Linked DNA regions of Hordeum vulgare: region 1 is linked to region 2. Evidence: chromatin contacts called from public Hi-C data. All regions are on one chromosome and are shown on one strand. The core of a region is the stretch at or near the end of the contact, and the rest is flanking DNA. Distances in the headings are between cores, read along the strand shown.

What was found. Hi-C and Micro-C count contacts between places; a contact is called where the count stands out from the background.
Region 1: a contact with region 2 is called in a Hi-C map of leaf, with 2.9 times the contacts expected there. The contact joins the promoter of LOC123401417 here to the enhancer-like site in region 2. A contact is called at or near these places in 4 of 6 Hi-C or Micro-C datasets (leaf and seedling).

What each region holds. Positions count from the first base shown.
Region 1 is chr6H:348,889,868-348,892,927 of MorexV3_pseudomolecules_assembly, reverse strand. LOC123401417 (acetolactate synthase small subunit 2, chloroplastic-like) reads right to left here and starts at 1,800. Exons shown (of 12, transcript XM_045095213.1): 1 at 1,570-1,800; 2 at 1,233-1,458. The coding sequence starts at 1,754.
Region 2 is chr6H:348,738,696-348,741,726 of MorexV3_pseudomolecules_assembly, reverse strand. No RefSeq gene overlaps it. Among protein-coding and RNA genes, the nearest start is that of LOC123401417, 150 kb to the left of the region's middle. Within about 2 kb of position 1,321, at least 3 of the 3 cell types and tissues checked have open chromatin away from gene starts, as enhancers often do. A contact at or near this core is called in leaf and seedling, where this site is marked.

The DNA.
Region 1 (3,060 bases), core at 551-3,050, 150 kb before region 2:
GTGAGTCGCTGACGCGCGGGGCGACTCTGGCAACACCATCCGAGGAAACGCAGACGAGCCAGTGTTGGCCACGGCCACGGCGGCGTTGACGAGCCCGTGCTGGCCAGGGTTTAACCCTAGGTACAGTAGTGCCTCCCTCGTTGCCGCCGCGACGCGGGCGGTGGTACAGTTGTTGGCACGCGGCGAGCGTCCGTCTCGTGTTCGCGCCAACGCAAATCAGGCTCAAAAATGGGTCGGGAATGGGTCAGCAGGCGGACGAAAAGCGGACGCGCGTCCGTTTGGGTCGGCATGTTGGGCCGACTTTTTTGTTCGCCGAGACCCAAACGGACACACGCGGACGAAATGGGTCGGCGCGTTGGAGTTGCTGTTACACCTTGAACCGAAATAACTAGGAAAGTGGCACAGAAATGTTCACTAATCCTTGGACCAACATAAGACTACCCACAATGGGAGTAACATAGATAGTAACATAGATGCCACCTAAGCAAAAAATATGATGTGGCACCTAATTAATGAGAAGAAAGAGAAATTGAGTAACTTAGCTAGTTACTCATAGTATGAGTAACATAACGCATACTAAGATAAGATGAGTCTATAAGCTAATAAATGAAAGGCTCAATGTTACTACCCCTATGTTACTATCCACTGTGGAGGTAGTAACTTAGACTAATAACATATGCATGTTGCTACTCTATGTTACTCCCCATTGTGAGTAGTCTACCAGGCAAAGCTCATTACACCTAGGTTGAGTCACATTGTACCCGCCTATGCATAATGGGAAACTACAAGACTCTGTGAGACTATGTAGTGGGGCCAGGTTGTAAGATATACAGGAGAGCTAAAAAGGTGCAGGATACCTGTGCAAGAAAAGGTGTATAGTTCCATCAAATTATTCCTAAAAGGTGTAGTTCCTTGATGGTTCTACAACAACAAATGCAGAACATCCACAGAAGGAGCTTTTTTCCAATGTCGAAATGACTATTGAAGTTGTGATTATAACGGAATGGAGTATTATCGCAGAATACGGCTAAGGTGTTTAAGATTAAATTAGAAACTGCTATGCTCTAGCATTTTATACTGTATACTGTATTGCTAGAGCTGAAAGAAAATTTTGAAGTCAGTGGAATCTTATGAAGGCTGTTGAAACCAAGTGGCATGAAATCCGAATGGTTTACTCCTCCTAACCATATACGGAGTAATAAATTGGTTCAAATGTGGAACGGCAGGCTCACATTCAAGACGTTGACAAGCTTATTGAGCTGCTCAATGACTTGCTTGAGCACCCTGTCCGTCCCCGAGACGACGATGGTGAAGAGGGCCTTATCCTTGTTGAGCCCCACGGCGAGGGACTCGATGTTGTAGCCTCTCCTTGCGAAGACCCCGGCAATCCTGTTTATCATGCCGCTCTCGTCCCCGACGAACACAGAAATCGTGTGGCGCCGCACCCTGCAATCCCGGCTAGCAACTCCCATCAAAGTCAGCTCAAAGAAGCAACGCGCGCAGCAAGACGGGATTCAGGCGCGAAGTATCAAAAACGGAGAGCGCATTGCGGCGGGGAGAGGCGCTTACGGATCCCTCTTGGCGCCCGCGGCGACCGTCGACACGGTGGCGGTTGCCTCGCCGCCGGCGCTAGCCCCCGCGGCGACTCCGCGGCGGCGCAAGGGGCGGAAGGAGACGCGCGCGGCGCATCGAGTGAGACGGTCGGGGGCCGCCGATGGCGACGGCCGGAGGTGGTGGGCGGTGGCGACGGACATGGATATTGGAGGGCGGGGTTGGTGGCTATCTGGAAGTGCTGGACGGGACAGTGTGTTGGTTTAACATAACAGCAGTAGGGTTTATGAGGGGGGAAATTACGGAGCTGCCCCCCGCCGCGCATGCCTGACAGTGTGATCCGCCCATGTGTCACGGGTGACCACGTTTTCCGTTGGGCGCTGGAGTAGTAAGTAGTAGAACCCGCGGCCTGATGATGCTACGATTTGCGTGCGGGAGAGCTATAGAAAGGAGGCGTATCCGCAGTTGTCTGATGGGGGCGAAGGCGCAAAGCCATCTTTGCGCAAGAAAGATACACACACGCAGCATGCCAGTTCGTCGTTTCTCCGCACGGCAGGCTGCGCAAAGTATTTGCCCAGAGGCCCGGACGAAACATAAAGACAGCACAACAGCCGAAGGTTGTTCTCCCACGTACCCATTGTGCGGACAAAATTATTGTTCTGATCCTCGTGACGAAAGTATTGGACAGAATGAACTCGCCGAAAAAGAATTTCACGTTTTGACTTTTTTTAAAACGTCAGAAATCATGGTGTTTCTGATCAACTAAGAAACGCCATAATACTCTACGTGTGTACATTACTGAAACGTCGTACTAGTGTGCGTTTCTGCTGGGGTGCAACGCCAGCTACTCATGGCGTTTCCACGTAGGGGTGCAACGCCAGGCACCATGGCGTTTATGTCTAAGATATTTGTTTGAGCACCGCCCTCTCCCATCAGGCCATCATTCCACTCACTCTCTTCTTCCCCACCTCTTCCGCGAGCTGCGGCCCCTTTTTTCACCTTTTCTCCCCCACTTGTCCCCTCTCAAATCCCTCCAAAAGGATTGATTTGGTGTGTGGATCCGGTGTCATTTCCGTTGCTTGAGGTAATCTCCTTCATCTCTTAAATTTTGATTGGTTGGATTTATATATTTTGGGTGGTTTTTTGTTCATTTGTTTTCTAACCCTAGTTTTGAAGATTGTTTCAAAATGTGATGTTCTTAGTGTATACTAATGAGTATAGTTGTGCCAATAATGTTGCATTGTATTGGTTGGGTTATGCTTATTGTTAAGATATAGGGTTAGGGTTAGGGTTTGGGTAATGCTTAATTTGGATGGACATAGAAGTTTCTTAGTTGTTTTGTGAGGAATGTGTTATACTTAGCATTGGTACTTTTGTTTCATTTTTTAGATGGACAAGGTTGTGAATATTCATTATGTTGACAAAGAGGCATTCATGAATGTTGATATTATTGACAAGTATGAGCAAGAGTTGATATTTCTTGAGAGTCCTACTTATGAAGAGATTGTG
Region 2 (3,031 bases), core at 72-2,571:
AAAAAACAAATTCGAAATCCGTAACTCTTGCATCTAAATCACTTACATATGTGCTTGTATCCACGCTGAGGTCGAGGTCGAGGAGTCGTCGCTCCACTCCCCAACATTCCAGGATGGAGTGGGAGCGAGAAGCAACAACATCATCGGTGTCAGCAACGACTCGAGCAAAGAGAGAAGCAAGAGACACACAGAGTGAGCGGGGGTAAGAGAGAGGGTCACACGGTCGGTTTTAACCGCATCCAACAACTTGGCTCACAACCGTTAACTCATGTCTCTTCTTTGCCATATGGCCTTAACGTGCATGCCACAACTATCATAAAATGGTTCAAATTTAACCAAACCAGTAATCAGTATTTTCTGTAAATCCTTGGTGCAATACTCGGTAGTTATCAAGGAAAAAAATATAGAGCTGTGCTTTTTTAAATCCTAACTGCAACTGGTTTAATTCTATTTATTTAATACACCATATATTCCCATCATGCTGGGCAATCTTTCCTCGTTTTGGGTTAACAAGACCGATTGCGTAATAAGTCACAGAAGAGAATAAACTAAACGATCAGACCGAACAGTGTCTTTTGACGCGCGTTTTAAAACATCTAAAAAACCAATATAGGCCCCAACGTACTAAAAGTGCTATAATAATACGCTAAAATTATTTTAGCTCATAATATTTTTATGTGTCTGCTAAAGATGTTCTTAGTAGAGTAAAAAGGAGACACGCTCTACTTGAAAGGGGTAGCACTTTCGCGCCACGAGCCAAGCCAAGCACAGTCGCGACGGGCGGGCGGGCATGGCAAGTGGGGGAGCACTCGCTGTCGTGGTGCGCAGCGACATCGACGCCCGCGTCCGACATGGCCGCGGGGAGGAATCCGTCCAGACGCCGACGTTTTCCCGTCGTGAAATCCACAACCACGCGAGACGCGGACTAATCACACAGACACGGTGTTGACGTACGACCATGGCAAGGAAGCTGTCGCTCACCGCGGAGCCCACCTATCGATCAAGTGTAACGCAGATTAGATTCGTCTGCCCCGCTATGGGCTTTCGTGGTGAGTGCGACTGAAGTCTAGTACTACTAGCAGCAATCTCGCAAAAAAAAATAGTCTAGTAGCAGCAGCAGCTAAGCGGGAACAAGTCTGGTCTGATCCACTCTCGGAAACTGAGGCCCCAAAATGGACATGAACCAACCAAACTGATCCACTACCTCAAAAAAAGCACGCACTCGCAAGTCGCAACAATCGCCGTCCAAACATGGAGACCACTGTTTGTATTGAGGCGTTGCAACGGGAAGGATCTCAGAAAAGAGATCAGGAGCAGCTGAGCAGAAGCACACGATTCCACATGCATGACGTGCTGCCTCGCCTTTAAGCTTTGCATGGGCAAAGCCCGGAGCGACTCTTGATTTTATAAGTACTAAAAAAGATAACTCGTTACTTAATCTATGAAGAAGCTGGAGCTTAAAGGTTAAGCCATAAGATTTCGATATTATCTATAATATATGAACCATGAACTGTACTACTAAGTTACGGCATTCAGATCAACCCTCCGTTCTTTAACTGCACCGAAACATGATATAATACTATAAAAGCATCTCCAGCAGATCCTGCAATATAGCCTCCCACTAAATCAATTTACAGTTCCCCCAAAACTGATTTACGGTACCACTAGGGCTTCAGGACGAAACAGATCGCGTAAACTCACATCAACTACAAATTCATATAAATAGTTCTTATACACAGAGTAAAAACTCACATGACAATAGTTCACATCCAAAATCATGCACAATATATAATGTAGCAAGTTTGTCCAAAAAAATACGCAATCAAACAATCAAGCACCACTAGAGATCATCATTGGCCATAGCACCATCTTCATCAGCAACATTAGCCAAAGAATGATCACCACCATTGCCGGAAGCACCGCCACCATCACCTTCGTTGCCGAAACCAGCACCAAGTTCATTGGCCGAAGCATCACCACTTCCATTGGCCGAAGCATCACCACCACCACCTCCATCGCCGAAAGCACCACCGCCACCACCTCCATTGCCGAAAGCAGCAGCACCACCACCATTGTAAAAAACCACACATTTGCCCAAACCACCACCACCACCAGTGCAAAGAAGACAAAGTCGAACCAAAGTTCTGCTGTACAAAGGGGATTTTTGTGGCACCTCTTTGCAGTTTCGTCGAACACGTTGTGGAGTCCAATGAAGTTGAAGGGGCATGTGGGCCACCAGATTGGGTGGAGGAGGCGCCCGTCCTCAAGCCGTCGTCACCTTCTTCCTCGGGCCCTTGGCTTGCGACTTTGGCCGTTCGCCGGAGAGGGTAGAGGAGGCGCCCGTCCTTGAGCCGGATCCCAAGACGGGAGGGAGCGCAATGGAATAATGTGGCGCGGCGGCGGGCACGACTCCATGGATGACATGGTTTCCTTGCCTCTTCTACTTCACGCCGACAACAAAAGGACTTGGCACCATGGTGGGGAAGACGTGTTGGAAATATGCCCTAGAGGCAATAATAAATTAGTTATTATTATATTTCCTTTTCATGATATCTGTTTATTATCCATGCTAGAATTGTATTGATTAGAAACTCAAATACATGTGTGGGTACATAGACAACACACTGTCTCTAGTGAGCGTCTCAGGACTAGCTCGTTGATCAAAGATGGTCAAGGTTTCCTAACTATAGACATGAGATGTCGTTTGATAACGGGATCACATCATTAGGAGAATGATGTGATGGACAAGACCGAAACTATGAACATAGCATGTGATCGTGTTAGTTTATTGATACTGTTTTCTGCATGTCAAGTATCTGTTCCTATGACCATGAGATCATGCAACTCCCGGACACTGGAGGAATGCCTTGTGTGTATCAAACATCACAACGAAACTGGGTGACTATAAAGGTGCTCTACAAGTATCTCCGAGGGTGTCTGTTGGATTGGCATGGATCAAGACCGAGATTTGTCACTCCGTGTGATGGAGAGATATCTGGAGGCCCACTCGGTAATACAACACCTAAACAAG